2 separate regions of the Ovis aries genome follow, and region 2 is linked to region 1. The links are chromatin contacts, called in public Hi-C maps. All regions are on one chromosome and are shown on one strand. Each heading gives the region's core, a stretch centred on a gene start, on an enhancer-like site or on the middle of the called end of the contact. The rest is flanking DNA. Distances are from core to core; before and after follow the strand shown.

What was found. A called contact is a pair of places that touch in the nucleus more often than the background predicts.
Region 2: a contact with region 1 is called in a Hi-C map of muscle, with 3 times the contacts expected there. The contact joins the promoter of LARGE1 here to the enhancer-like site in region 1. A contact is called at or near these places in 2 of 16 Hi-C or Micro-C datasets (muscle and skin fibroblasts).

The regions. Positions count from the first base shown.
Region 1 is chr3:177,911,445-177,919,224 of ARS-UI_Ramb_v3.0, reverse strand. It overlaps LARGE1 (LARGE xylosyl- and glucuronyltransferase 1), which reads left to right. Exons shown (of 18, transcript XM_060414116.1): 4 at 6,516-6,640. Among named protein-coding and RNA genes, the nearest start is that of LARGE1, 110 kb to the left of the region's middle. Within about 2 kb of position 3,019, at least 20 of the 54 cell types and tissues checked have an H3K27ac peak or open chromatin away from gene starts, as enhancers often do. A contact at or near this core is called in muscle, where this site is marked.
Region 2 is chr3:178,016,869-178,024,648 of ARS-UI_Ramb_v3.0, reverse strand. It overlaps LARGE1 (LARGE xylosyl- and glucuronyltransferase 1), which reads left to right and starts at 3,454. Exons shown (of 18, transcript XM_060414116.1): 1 at 3,454-4,567.

The DNA of each region.
Region 1 (7,780 bases), core at 1,770-4,269:
AGTAATCTGTTTCAACACAGCTGTCCAAGTGGCTGATGCTCCCTGACCTCTGAGAGCCAGGGCAGGGGATGCCGCTTCCTTCACAGTGGCATGGCTCAGTGCTCGCTGCTCCAGGCAGTGGTGCACCTCGATGCCAGCTTGCCTTCTCCAGGAGCAGCCCCCATCTCAGTCCTCCTGTCATCAGCCATCTCTTGTGGTCCCCTTATCAGCCACCGTGTCTGAGTTCACATGGTCCAGATGTGAACCCAGCCCAGGACACTTGAACTTTTTATCTCCAATCTGCTGAGCTAACTCAGAGATTGCTTTTTTTGGTAAATGATATCCCAGGTGGCGCTAGTGGTAAAGAACCTGCCCGCCAATGCAGGAGACATAAGAGATGCGAGGTTTCATCCCTGGGTCGGGAAGATTCCCGGGAGAAGAGCATGACAACCCACTCCAGTGTTCTTGCCTGGAGAACCCCATGGACAGGGGAGTGGTCCACAGGGTCACCCAGAGTTGGACACGACTGAAGTGACTTAAGCATGCATGCATTCCTTTGTAGGGGCTTGCCTGATGGCTCAGTGGTAGAGAACCCACCTGCCAGTGCAGGAGGCTCAGATTCGGCCTCTAGGTCAGGAAGATCCCCTGGAGAAGGAAATGGCAACCTACTCCAGAATTCTTGCCTGGAAAATCCCAGGGACAGAGGAGCCTGGCAGGCTATAGTCCCTGGGGTTGCAGAAAGAGCCGGACACGACTCAGTGACTAAACAGCAACAACAATCTCTTTGTAGAGATGTGGCTCTTTTTATATAGTAGATGGGTTCCAAATTTTATGCAAGATGTGTTTTTCTGGGTGGGGAGGGAGAGAGGGTGATAGATTACTATTTTCAAGGAACTCTCTTAAATGCCCTGGGAGAAGCTGTGAATTGAAATAGCTCTTGTGTGCTAGTAGGGTGAGTCTTCTGAAAGTGAAAGCAAATCACTTTCACTTCCGGCTTCGTCTTTTTTGTTGGAGGAAACAGTAGTTTGCTGATTTCCAAGGCTACTCTCAGCTTGGATATTTTAGCTTTATGCTTCTTCCTCATTTGTTTTGAAAGGTTACCTATATGATTTTCTTTAAGATTAGGTAAGATGAGAATTGTAGCAGGATGAAAAAACGTCCCCCAAATACATCAGGTCGTAGTCCCTGGAACCTGTAAATGGTCCCTTATTTGAAAAATAAGGAAAAGCCCATGGGAGATAATTCTGGCTGATGGGGGAGGAGTGGACCCTAAGTGCAATCCCCTGTGTCCTTATCAGAGGGAGGCAGAGGGAAATACTCACACACCAAAGAGGAGAAGGCGAGGTGACCAGAGGCAGAGATTGGAGCCGTGTAGGCGCCAAGACACAGGCTGCTGGCAGTCTCTAGGAGCTGAGAGAGGCGAGGAGCAGATTCTCCCCTGGAGCTAGCACAGCCCTGTGACACCTCAAGTTTGGATTTCCGGCCTCTCAAGCTGTGAGAGAGTAAGTTTCTGTTCTTTTAAGCCACCAAGTTTGTATCACAGCAGATAGGGGATTTTCGTTGTCATGGTGTTTAATCACTAACTCACATCAGACCCTTTTATGACCCTTTGGACTGCGGCCCTCCAGGCTCCCCTGTTCATAGGATTTCCCAGGCAAGGGTACTAGAGTGAACTACCATTTCCTCCTCCAAGGAATCTTCCTGACCTTGGGACTGAACCCAAGGCTCCTGCATTGGCGGGTGGATTCTTTCCCACTGAGCCACCAGGGAAGCCCAAGGGGATCTTTTTTTTAAATCAGGATTTAATAGAAATTAAAAAGAAGCTGTAAAAAAAAAAAGAGAGAGAGAGAGAAATGGCTATGTCTGTGTATTAAGGATGTCCTGGATAGCAGGTCTGTCTGTCCTTGGAATCAAGGTGTGGGACAGGCGGGGTTTGGGTCCTCAGCTCTGGCCTTCCCCAGCTCTGTTCTGATAATCTCCTAACCCTCCTGCTCTGTCTTCTCCCTCAAGAGTGGCAGTTCCTGTCTCGCATTCCCAGCCGCTTCCTCCACACCATGATGCTCCCCCACACCAGCACCTGCTCCTTTGTTCTCACTAATTGCAGCGGGGGAGATTAGCAGCATCCAGTCCCTTTTGGAGTTGGGATGGACCGGTGGTGGGAAGAACCAGGTGGGCTTTCTCCTCTGTCTCTGTCCCCACCCAGTGCCTGGAGACCAGACAAATATCCCAATTCTGAAATGAGCAAACTGGCCTCTGGAATGTTCCTTTATGATGTTTTTCCTTTAGGGCCCCTCCATAGTTTCGTGCAGCAAAGGCCAGCGTTCTCTGCAAGGTGCTCTTGCAGAGCTGCCTGGGATGCTTAGTCGTTAAGTTACCCATTTACTGGTCAACCACCGGAAGCATAAAAATGGGAACAGGAGTGCCTCACGCTCTCAATTCATGTTTATAGGTGAAAGAATAGAGATGAACAGGTAAGTCATGGACTCAGAGAAATAGATATAACAAAGAAACATCAGTCAATAAAATGCTAGCAAGATTCAGGGGACTGTATGTCTCATGGGACAAGTGACATGAACTTTTGGTTCTGTTGTTTTCTAGTCTGTGAAGTGAGGGTAATAATATCTACCTTATGAGACTATTCTAAGGATTAGATGGGGTAATTGTATAAGTGAAGTACCTAGCCCAGTACACAGTATAATGGCATTTTTGAAATTAGTGAACACTCAGTAATTGGCTGCAGTTTTTGTTCACTGTTAGGTAATGTACTTAATGCAGATAAAGAATGCATTGTCATGGGTCGTGGGATGCCCTGGGGTAACTGTAAAGTCTTGTACCAAGATCTGCCCTTTAATCAGGACAGGGAGCATGAAGTACTGATGACTCAGTTGGAACAAGGATATCTTGACCCAAAGGGCTGCAAAAAAAGCTCTGCCCACCAGTGGACCTGGCCAGAAAATTCCTCCCTGTCTAAGGGGAAGGCCAAAGAGGACAGAGGGTGCTGTTGGCTTTGGGCAGACGCATCTGTCCGTGGTCACAGTGTCTCTAGGCATGAGTCACTGGCTCTGTCCTCACATAGAGGGCAAGGACAGGGGACACGCCATGTCATCGGACCTCACCGATGAGGTGGGTGGAGCTCTGTTCTTGTAGAAGGATGGCTGGGTCTAATTCCTTCTCTAGTGACAAGCTTCATGTAAACTTGGGCAAGTTGTCATAAAGATTTTCTCTTTCTTGATATCCAGCAAGAGGGTTAACTGAGATGAATATGTATTGACCTTTACTCTGTACCAGGCAGTGTAGTAGGTTCTGGGAAGACAAGAGGAAAAGACATGGTCTCTATCCTTGGGTCTTTGGGCAGCTTAGAGCTCCTAGTAGACTTGCACTGCAGGGAAGCGGCAGTGACAGGTGCCCTCTGGTTCTGTGGATGTATTTACACACACACACAAACACACACACACACACACGCACCCCTTGGGCAGCCAAGGTGTGTGTCATGGTCTGAATATAAGCTTATGCAGTTTTCTCATGGGAAGGCCTCTTGGCTGATGACTCATGTTCTTGTTATTTTTTTTAATATACCATTTATATTTATCAGGATGGATCGGGTTATGCTATTTATACTAACAGCCCCCAAATCTCTGTGGTTTAAATAACAGAGATGCATTTCTTACTCATATTAACAGTTCCATCTGTGGTGGGTGTGTGTATGTGGAGGATGAGGTCCTGCCCTATGTTGCTTTCTGGGTCCCAGGCGGGTCCCAGCACTCGAATGTCAGAGCTCACAGTGGCCAGAGGAAGCTGGAACCTGAGGAGTCATGTTCTGGCTCTTGAAGACTTCTGCTCCTAGTTCAGTGGCCAGAGCTAGTCACCCAGGCACTGTTCACTTCCAGGAGTTAGGGAAGATCGAGCCTACCTGTGATGGGGAGAGGAGAAACCAGTGAATTCCTGACAGCCTGAAGGACTTCTACGCTACACCGACTGGCTTCAGGTTTGAATTCTTCAGCTAGAGAATATAACATAATGGTGTCTTTGAAAGAGGAGCTCGAGAAGCTGGTCAGAAACATGAGAGACGAGTGGGTCTGACCTCTCGGAAAAGTGCCAGGAAAGCTGTGTCCACAACTATAAGGTCAAGTAGATCTACTGTGTAGGACTCTTTGTAACTCCCAAGGGCACACCTAATGCCATTGAAGCTTAAGTAAAATTTAGTGCTGCACAGTTCCTTTGCCAGGCACCATGTCAAGGTAAGGGATACATGATTAACTGGGATCATTAAGAAAAATTTAGGATATATTTATTATATTGATTATAAGATCAGGGAAGCATCTTTTTGCATAGTTAAAACTAAATGTTTTAGCAATATAAACAGTAAGACTTTTGTTACCTAAAAAAATTCTCTTAAATGGTACCTGGGGAATTGGAGCATCGCTGTTTCTCATTTTGCATTTCCTTCCTGTACAGTTTGTAAGTGCTGAATCATGTGGGTCGTCTTCTGTTTCACTCCCTTTTTCTCATTTTCTTTCTTATTCATCATGCTTATGACTGTTGAGCATTTCTAGTAATGCATTGAAATTGAGCCACTTTGATATAAGCATTTATGTGTACATACACATGTACACACACACACACACACACACACACACACACACACCTGCCTGCTAGGAGATATGTGGGCTTTACCAAACAGAAACTCATCGGTTGGGGTCAGAGAAGGCACATGGCATCATTTTGGAGTAATTGTGCCTGTTAATTTCTACTCTGTTTTCCTCACATGCTCTTAGTCTTCCTTTGTGCAGGTGGTTGGAAAGAAAGCTTCTTAGATACCTTTGGCTCACTTTCGTGGAGGTCTTTACTACCCAGTTAGTCAAACAGACATTTATCAGACATGGTCTTTACAACCAATGCATGGTGTGGGGAAAAAAAGAGTAGTGTCAGGTATGACCCACCCCCACTCTCTGGTAGTTTATAATTTAGGGATGGGGACATAAACTAGTAGGCACCTGCTGTGTGCCAGGCACTGTTCCAAGCCTATTCTGGATACATCATCTCATGTAAACCTATAATAGTCTCCAATAGCTTCTGTTTTTTTCTACTTTGTGATGAAGAGATTGAAACTTAGAGAAGACCACTGAGATTGTCATGCCTATGTAATAAGTGATAGCATTTATAAACAAAGCTAGAATTCTCTTTTAAATCCAGTCTGTGCTCTTACCACAATGCCTGCCAGCCAACACAAAGCAGTTAGAGAACCCTATGGCAGAGTAGGCTCTCAAGACAGCAGAGATTTTTGTTTGATGTCTTCACCATTGTGTTTCCAGGGACTAAGTAAGAGCCTGCTACAGATGCAGTGATGATCAAGGTCTCCTGCCTTCAAGGAGTGTATAGTCCAGAGTGGTGAAACTGACAAGTGCATTTATCGTATCAGTGTGGGGTATTGTGGACCTCAGTGCAGAGGAGGGTGCATCCCATGAAGGTTTTCAATAGACGTATGGGTTTTAGACAGTGTGCATCTTGAGCAGCAGCCTGGAGAAAGACTGGAGGGGGCAAATATGGAGGTAATAAGGCCAGTCAAAACCTTGAATGAGTATAAATGAGAAGGGACTGGATCCAGACAGTAGCAGTGGGATGATGTTACAAGGGGTGGCAATGGAGATGTTAAGCATCGGCAATAAAGGAGCGAGAAGAACCTGGGAAGACCTGCACATTCCTGGCTTGTGCAACTAGGCGGATGATAGTGGACAAGGAGGAAGACCAGGTTTGACCAAAAAGATCCTTCCATGGGATGAGAACCTCCAAAGCCCAGGTTCTGTATTAAGGGCTTGTCTGGTGACTCAGTGGTAAAGAATCCTCCTGCCAGTGCAGGAGATGCAGGAAACGTGGGGTTGGTCCCCGGGTGGGGGAGATCCCCTAGAGGAGGAAATGGCAATCCGCTCCAGTATTCTTGCCCAGAGAATCCTGTGGACAGAGGAACCTGGCGGGCTACAGTCTGTGGGATCGCAAAGAGTTGGATACGACTGAGCACGCACACAGCATGCACACACCTGGTTCTATATTAGCTTTTTGACCTTGGGCAGAATTCTTAACCCCTGAGCCTTAGATTCTTATACTGTGGAAATACTAATTATACCTGCGTCGTAAGGTTATTGTAAGGATGGTATGAAATCATACACATAAAGCACTTAAAGTTTGACATGTAAATGCTGGCTGTTGGTAATTATTAATAATTAATAATGAATAACTAATGATGAATATGGATAAACTTATGGTAGTGGAGAAGTTAATATCTGGTAACCTGTATTCTCGTTTTAACGAGTTGTGGCAAAAAGCTATAGGAAAAAATAAAGAGAGGAGGAAAATTATTAATCAAGTATCTGTTATGCTGCCAGGGTCTGTGTCTGGTCCTATACACTGTGTTTTGCAAATTTTCATTGTTTAATTATCATAACCATCTGTCAAGCTAAGAAAATGGTGCCTTAGGTAGAAGCCAGCCGAGTAGACCCAAGAATGTCTAATGACTCAAGATGTTTATTTCTCATTCTCAGAATGAGTATGTTGGGAGAATAAAGGAGGGGATGTCTCTGCTCCACACAGTGACTCGGGCCACAGGAAAGCTATCGTCTGCAAGTGATATCTAAGCTCTGGACAGCAGAGAGCAAGATCGCGAGCAGTGAGTATGGGACCACATCTTTGCTGCTCACTTCCCACTGGTTAGAATTTTGTCAGATAGATGAACTCCAGGAGAGAGTGGAGGACAGAGGAGCTGGGCGTGCCACAGTCCATGGAGTCGCCAAGAGTCAGACATGACTTAGTGACTGAGCAACAGCACCTCTCACGGCATGGAGGCTGGGGAATTGTCTCACCCTGACCAGGGTCCGCTGGACAGTTGCCCTTCTCCAGAAGAGGCCCAATTTATAGATGAAGAAACTGAATTTTTGAAAAACTAACAGACTTCTTTAAGGGCACATTGATTATTTACAGGGATGTAAGATTCATGTTCAAGTTTGTCTCCCCCCATCAACCCCCTACGGGACATGTAGAGGATGGTTAGGGAGGCTGTGTGGGTTAAATGAAGTGGATTTGGTTGGATTAAGTACTTGATAAAGTATGTATGTAAGTAAGTAATAAAGGAAGGATATTGGAAGGCAAGGTTGTTGAGTCAGCTCCTAGAGGATGTGGAGGGCTTGGAGCTGGTACCAAGGGGGCGTGGTGGTGCAGGTTGTTGGCATCAAGGGAATGAATGACTTGGTAAACCAGTAGTGTGGGTGAGTAGCCACAGTCCTGCTGGAGTTGCCCTGGATGGCAGTATATGTTGAAAATGGAGGAGCTGAGATTTCCTAAAGGACAGCAGTGAGATACAGAGCTTGTGGCCAGAAAGCCTAAACTTCAAAAAACAGTCATCTTGAGCATTTGTATATGTGCACTGTTTCTTAGCTTGGCCATGAATATTATAGAATATTAAACCGATGGTGAGCTTTGAGCTCACGTGCCACAGGGAGGAAATAAAATGTGATGTGATGATGGGCCTGACAGAAATTGGCTGTTGTGATCAATATCTTTGGATTACAGAGACCACAGGGGCCTGTGTGAACTTTCAAGTTGCTTGCCATCTGGAATCAGGCTGCTGCTGAAATCGATGAGTCCAGTTCTCTTCAAACTGGTGGTCTTTGAAGTTGCTTTTGAACGTGGGGATAAATCCGTGCATCAACATGTATTTATTGAGCATGTACCACGTGCCCAAATATTTTCAGCACCAGTTCTTAGGATGACAATGGGGAACAGGAATGAGGAATAGTCTGCAGCCTTGGCT
Region 2 (7,780 bases), core at 2,205-4,704, 100 kb before region 1:
GAATGAGAAATACACGGTTTCTTTATCTTTTATTCAAGCAGGACTCAGCTCTTCCTCACTCCTGTCATCACCTTTATCTTGGAGTGTCTGTCCACAGGGGACAGTTTTCATCTTCTCAGCCTGGGGACCTTCTATCTCCAGCCTCACTTCCAGGACTTTGGTTATTGCTAGTGCCCCTATGACTAGCTGGCTTTCCATAAGTTGGCCGGTGGATGTTCTGCTGTACAGGTTGCTTAAAGTTTTTGCATGTCACCCCTGTGAGGATTCATTCATCTTGCTACCTATCACTTGAACATTCAAAGCATTCAGAAAACAGCCCTACAGTCTTAGAAGGGAGGTTCTATTTGGAACAGTAAAAATAACTGAGTCGACTTAATGTGGGTAAGACTATCTGGCCACTTTCGTCTCAATGAATGCCATATTCCTTTTACTGTTATATTTTTTGGAGGTAAGCAGAGTGGGGCACATATTCTTCACTCAGCAGTCAAAATGAGACTCTGGTCTTTTAAGACGTAATGCTCAGTTTGCCTCCAAACTTTGCACCATGCTCCTACCTTGTTTTTAGATTCCAATTTCATTAGTACCCAGAAAATAAGACCTGGAAAAACAGAGGTGACAACAGGTTTTTCTCCTTCCTCTTTGAGATGCTTTTAGGGCCCCCTAGTGGCTGTTTTGAAATAGGTTTCTTATGATTAGATCTCCTTGACCCTGATTTTTTTTTTTTTTTTTTTGAAAAGAGACCTTTTTGAATCTCTCCTGTGACAGGTGCGATAACAGTATGGAGATAAATAGATAACAGTCGGTTTAGAGGGCTCAATATTTTTTTCAATTCTCAGCTCTTAGCAAAAGCAGTGCAGATTCCTTAGAAATAACAGATATATCACCTTCCTATTCTATTCTGCATTCCTCATACTATATCATAGCTGAAATCCTTTGAAGACATTTATATCTGGTTTATGTCAAAGGGCTATAATTCATAGGCAAGTACATCCTACTTTTGGAGATAAAGATATAGATACAGGTATAGATAAAATCTCCCACTGGAGGGGCGAAGGAATTCTTCAAATGTGGGGTTTGACGTGATATTAACTAACAGAAGGGGTTCAGTTTGTGGAATAATTCAGTCTGGCAACATTCCTATCGTTTACAGTATTAGATATTCCACTGACTTTAAAACACTGCAAAACTGAATTGAGAGGAAAGCTTTTACATGTTTAAGGTGCTTACTGACTGATGCAAATAATTTTTGTGAAATCTCTGAATAATGAATGTACGTTACTGATCAAGGTGACTATTATTCCCTCCCCTACCATAGTCATATTTTTCCTTCTAAAATCCAATCTCAAGAATGCACTACATTGGGGGTAATTATAATGGAGATGTTTATTTCCCACATGCTTATCTTTTAGTTTCTGATGTCATTCTATTATTTTCCCCTTCGCTTGTAAATTTCAGGTCTCTCCTTTGTCAGTCACATTACTCTTATTCATATGCTAATGTAATAATGTATTTTACACCACTAATGAATTGAAGCAAAGCAATGAATAAAAAGAAAGCCCAAATTCTTGCCTTAAGTTTACCCGGTTCTGAGGCGAGGGTTGGACTAGGGGGGAGTAGGAGAAACCAAGGACAGTCGGCCGCAAGAAAAACGATCCCCTTGTTTTCAGCGAGTTCTAGAACAGAGCTGCACGTCACAGGAAGAAAGGAGCAGCTTTCGAGCTAAAAGGCTTGGCATTAAACTTTGACACTTTAATGGCCTCTAAGGATATTAGATAATATTTTATCATTTAATGTTCTCCGACATTAAATGGCATCAAAACCAGAGATCTCCTATCCCTGCAAATGTGCAGGGTCAGACTCGTCCCCGCGGAGATAAGACAGCAGGACCCCAGCTTCGTAGTTAACTTATCCCAAAGCTCCAATGCAAACGTTTTTTACTCCTTCGCCGGCGCCGCTGCTGTGCAACCACTACCTTCTTTTAGCATTCTCCTCGGCTCGGTGTGCCACAGAGATTAGGTAAACTGCGCTCCGGAGCTGGACAAGAGCGGGTGGTGGTGTTGCTCGCGGTGTAAGTTGGGGTGGGTGGGTTGGGGAGTCGTTGCTAAAAGAGGCTGGAAAGAAAGGGGAGGGTAGGGGGAAGGGTCCTGGTGATGATTCTGGTTACTGAGGCAGGAGTCAGCTCCCGAGCCGAGCAAGGGACAAACCTCCGGAGCCCTTGGGTCCCCAGCCTGACCTCTGGGGAATGTGGTCAGCGCAGCACCCTGAGCTCGGCGTCGGCGTCCTTTCCTTACGCACCCATTCCCTTCCCCACCCTTGCACTTTCTTATTTGCCTCCTTTCCTTGCCTCTTCCAAGAACTAGGGTGGGCTTTCCGCTGCCTCCTCTGAAACCCAGGCTAAGAGAGCGCCGCGCGGAGGCGAGGCAGAGACCCGGTTGCCCACCCGGCGGGGGAGCGGTGGGGACCCTGGGGGAAGGGGACCCCAGAAGCCCTGGGACCGAGCTGAGGAAAAACCCAGGAGCTGGATTGCGCGCCGGAGCTCCGGGCTCCCAGAGTTGTCCATCCTTCTCCCTGTCTCTCTGCTTTCTCCGTCTCTGGGTTTTCTCTCCGGGCCTCCACGTTCCAGCCACCCTCACCACCCCCCTCCCCTCAACCCCCAGCCCAGCCGATTTCACCCTTTCCTTCCTATAGAGAAGTCTCGGCGACCCACGCTGGTCTTTAGGATTGGGAGTCTGGAAGTCCATTCAATGGGATCCTGCGCTCGGGATTCTTGCGCCGAGAGGGAAAGAGCAAGAATGAAATCAGAACAGGGAGGGGGCGTGTTGTGCTTGCATGGGTTGTGTGTGTAGCGTGGGGGGGAGGGGGGGAAGGGGCGCAAAGAAATGCAGTTTCCCCGAAAGAATAGGGAGCCTTGGACCGGATTCTCGAATACGTAGCTCCAAATGATGCTGTCAAAGCCCTTCAACGTGGCTTCTCGCAGCCTCAGCCTGTCCCATATCCTGCCCACCTTCGAGAAGAGCGGCGACCCGAGTAGAAGTGGAGGCAGGGAAACTTCCTACTTCCCACGACGGCTGCTTTGTACAAGCAGGCGTGGACAGGCTGCACGGCCTTGTGAGCTTGCAAGGAGTCTCTACAGCAGCAGCTGCGGACCCGTCCCGCTTCCCTTCCCCCTCTTTCCGCGAGGCTCGCCAAGCCCGAGGCGGCCGGGAGCGGCCCGGCTGGGGAGGGAGAAGGGCGGGGAGCTCCCAGTTTGCACCCTTTCATCTCGGCCCGGGCCAGAATCCCGGCTCCGGGTGTTGCTTCCGCCTGCGTGCGAGAGAGCAGAAGAAGTAGAAAGGAGGAGCCTCGCCCGGGGGCGGAGCCTAGGCAGGGGGCGGCCGCTAGGTCCGTGAGGCTGAGGCGCCTGCAATTGGCCGGTCCCGCCGTCACGGGGTGGAGGCGGGCGCCGAGGCGGGCACTGGCCCCGCCCCCGCTCGGAGCCCGGCCGGGGCTCGCGGTCCCCCCCAGCTGCACAGACATGACACAGACACACAGTCACTGCAGCTGCTGAGCGAGCCCGGCGCCCTGGGCACGCGGCGGCGGGGCCAGCCCGGATCCCGGACCCCAGCGCTCGCCCGTCCGAACCCCCGCCGGGCCCCGCGCGGCAGCCCCCGCCTGGTCCGGCGCACGAGGCGGGGATCGCGCGCCGGCTCCGGCCAGCGGCGCCCGGCTGCCTGCGGCGGCTGCAGCGACCGCCCAGCTTCGAGTGCCGGGCGCTCGGCGAAGCCGGCGCGTTTCGTAGGCGGCGGCGGCGGCCGAGGCCGGCGAGCGCTCCCGGAGGCAGCGGGGCCGCCCGCCTCGGCTCCCCGCACCCACAGCTCTGCGCCCCGCCTCCGCTCCGGTGACCTTCCCGGGGCGCCTCCCCCGGCCCCGCGCCCCCGGCCCCGCGCCCCAGGCCGGGGCGAGGCCCTCTCCAGCGTCTCCTTACCGCGGAGCCGCGGGCGGGCGGCGCAGGCCCGGGGGGAGGGGGCGCCGCGGCCGGTTGCAGCCCCTCGCCGCCGAGCTCTCGGCGCCCGGCCCGGCCCGACTGCTGCCGCTCCGCCGCCGCGCGGGAGCCCAGGCGCCCGAAGCTGGGGGCGCGGTTGCGCTCGCCCGGCCGGGCTGGGAGCGGGCAGGCCCTGCCCTGAAGGGGCGAAGCGGCCCCGGGGAGCGCGGGAGGTGGAGCCGGCCCCGGCGGCCGCCCCGCGTCTCTCCCCAGCGCCACCTCCCCGGAGTCAGCCCTTGGCAGACCCAGACCCCATCCCATGCGGGGCGCCCCCGGCTCGGAAGAGTCCGGGGGGCAGGGAGCAGCCCCAGGCAGCAGTGCCCAAGGGAGAAGAAGAAACGGTGCTCAGCTCGGGCGGCCAGGACCCTTCCCGCCGCCTTCGGAGGCGGGGGCTGCCCCGAAGTCTGCGCTTGGCACCGCCGCTCGGACTCCGGCAGCGCCTGCTGGGACCCCGACCCGGAACCCCTGCGCCTCGTAGGCGGCGGCGCCTCCGCGCCACCCGGCTCTTCCGCGGTCTCCCTCTGCCCAGCGGCAGTCGCGGCCAAGGTAGGAACCCCGGGGGTGCGAGAGAGCCAGCGCGGGGGCTCCCTGGTGAGCGGCGCCGGACAAGTTCTCCCGACCTGTGGCTGGTACTCCCTGTACTCAGGATGCTGGAGAAGAGGGAGGGAGTGAGGGAACACCCTCTGCCGCCTGGGCCCAGAGCCCTGGAGAGGCTGGAGTGAGAAGTCGCCGAGTTTCTGGAGTCTTGCAGGACTCGTCCCCGGGCCTGCCCTCCTCCTAGGCTCTCGGGCTAACTGGGAGCAAGGAGGAATTTCCCGTTAACACCGGGAGGTGTTGTCCCCTCACCCTTCCCCATGCTGCTTGTTAGCTGAGAGCATCTGTGCTTTAGGGGAACCTGCTGTATTTGAAGCTGTCCCTTTGGGCGATCCCCACCTGCCTTTCCAGGCGTGATGCTGTGAAGAACTTTTCTTTGCTCCATGTTGCAGAGTCGAGGCCGATTTGGGGTGAGAGCCACAGATTGCGAGTCCCTCCATTGGACAGAGCCACTTGGATGACGGTGGTAGCTGGAGGCAGGAAACCCCATCAGTATCACCCCTATTAGACAAACCTGCTTGTGAGGGATGGTCTCTGGGTAGCGATCCAGTCTTGTGAAAGTCATTGTTTCTGAAGGGTGGAATGACTCCAAAGTTTGTACATTCTTAAGTTGTTTTGTTTACTGCCTTAGCACCTTCTTTGAAATTTTCCTCTTAAGGAACCTCAGTCCCCGCAAGCCTACCCTTGCCAGTTTGAAATTTATTGAACCCGTGAGCTTTCCTTGGAACGATCTGATTTTAAATGGGTCACCTAGGAGGGAGCAGATTGTCTCTCCTGCCCTGAATATGTCCCCCCGGGTGACCCTGTTAATGGGGATGGATTTTTTTTTCTTTTGTCCCTGAACTGATGTACCTCAGTTGAGCAGGTTTTTGCCCATTTCTGAATCTGTGGATTTTGTCACTCAGTCCATTAAAATGATCCCCCGAGGGAGCAGGATAGCAGCTTACACTCTGCTTGAATGTCACAGGAAGTTTTCCAGGGTCTTATGTAAGTGCCCCCAGAGTGGGCTCTGATGCCAGCTTCCTTCCTGGATGGGAGTGGGACTGGGGAAGGGGCACCAGGTGGGCATTTGTCTTCCCTAAGGGCAGGTGCCAGCCCTCTTTGGCACAGGTGAAAACCCAAAGTGCTTATTCACTCCCTGCCGGCAGTCACTTCAGGTTATTTTCCTCCTCACCTCTCCTGCCTCCTTCCCACCTCAGGAGTCAGCTTTGATAGACTTAAGATAAAGGAAGATTCTAAATTGGGAAAGGAACACATGGAGGTTTCTTCTCTCATCCCTCACAAATGGGTGACATGAATGAATTACTCACGGGCATGGAGAGTCCTTGCTGAGGACTAAAAAAAAAAAAACAAAACTGGCTTGAAGGTTTCACACGTCTCTTAGTGTACCTTTATTTTTCAAGAGTACTTTACACTTTAGTGAAAATTGCTTGCGGAGAACACACATTTATCGAGCCTGGCCCTGTTAATTCCATCCCGGGAAGAAAACTAATTGGAACAGAGATGCAAAATCGTCAAGGTTTAGCTCTTAGTGGGTTTTTGAGAATGGTAGGGAAAGGAAATAAATCTCCCTAGTGGGATAGAGAGGTTTTTAAAGAAAAGATGGTATTGCTCTGGGATAAGTGGATGTTGCTAGCAAGTATGGCTAACACTGAATGAAGTGTGCTGGGTTGGGGGTTAACTTTTTGGTGTGGGATAATGCAGATTCCTTTGCCTTTTTAAAACAGCTTAGAAGGGCCTCCATAATGAAATGCAAGGTTTTTTCATATCATTGCAGGTCCCAGGAGTGCTTCCACCTCTTGGGAAGGAAGCAAAGGTTTCTTGTGGTTCTGGGATCCTGAGTTGTGCTTGAAAGTTGATGCAGGAATGCCTCCATCCTTCCGCTCTGTACAGTGACAGGACACTAGGGGGGACTAGTTTTCTATTCCATCACCGCTGAAGAAAACACCAGGACCTGTGTTACAAAAGGCTGTGGTTTATCTTGAAAGCTCAGGAATCCAAGTTTTTGGTACCCAGTACATGCTTGCACTAATGAGTGGATTCTGAATGCTTAAGCAGTAGGTCTGCTTACATCTAAAGTGTCGTTTGGGCAATGACAGGTGATCTACAAAGTACTGTGTGAGACTCTGAAAAGACTCAGTGATAATCTAAGTACGTGACGGCTATAAGTTTTGGGGAGACACAACCTCCTGCAAACTCTCTCCTTGGGCATTAGATGATGGTCTCATTTCCTTGGGGGTTCGTAATCTTCCCCTTTTGGATTTTTGAGCTGTACATCTCCTGCTGTCTTCATAAAAATATGCCACCTCCATTCTAGTTCGTGTCTAAATTGACTCCATTAAGCTTAAGGTTTCTCACTGCCTTTCCCTTAAAAGTACATGCCTTGTATTTATACAGATGTAACATAACCATTGGCAGTGTGGTTGCTCATCTCAGGTGCTCTCTGTGCACTTTTAACAGTATTAAATCATTAGCATCTAGGTGTTATGCAGCAGAAATGGAAGATAATTCTGTTTCAGCTGAAGAACAAAGCTGCCTGGCCCAGGCTTACCCACCATGGCCAAGTCTTATCAAAACTGACTCCAGAGATGGGTGGACAGGAAAGGTTGGAGAAAGAGTCCAAGAAGAGACTGCCCAGCTCGGAATACTGGCACAAAGAGAGAAAGATGTTGCCAAGATTTAGGAGTTACTGGAGTCTTAAAGACCCAGCACAGCATCAAGAATCAGACTCAACCTTTGGGTCTGTGAAGCTGCTAGAGTTGTTACATTTCCCAGAATTTTGGAGTCTAGTAGGCTGTATTTGTGATCCTTTACCCATATGTATAGTGCATATTTAAGTAGTTTGAGGAGAGCTACTGCTGGGACCTAGGGGAAATGGGCAGCATAAAACTGTATTTCTGCTATCAAAGGCTTTGCAGATTGATTCTCCTAAGAACAGTATAGCCAGGAGGTAAGAGATTAGAACAGGAAAATACTTTTAAATTTTATGTTGAGCATCAGCTAGTGAAAACTGGTCTTGGGGAAGGTGTGTCCTGTGATCTTAAGGCATGAATGAACTCTTGTGACTTTCAGGGAAGCCACGTGGCAGAGGTTGAGTAAGAAATTGACGCATGATTTGGGCCTCCTTTAGGGTCCAAGAATAAGGTGAAGGTGTGTTTGCAGCCA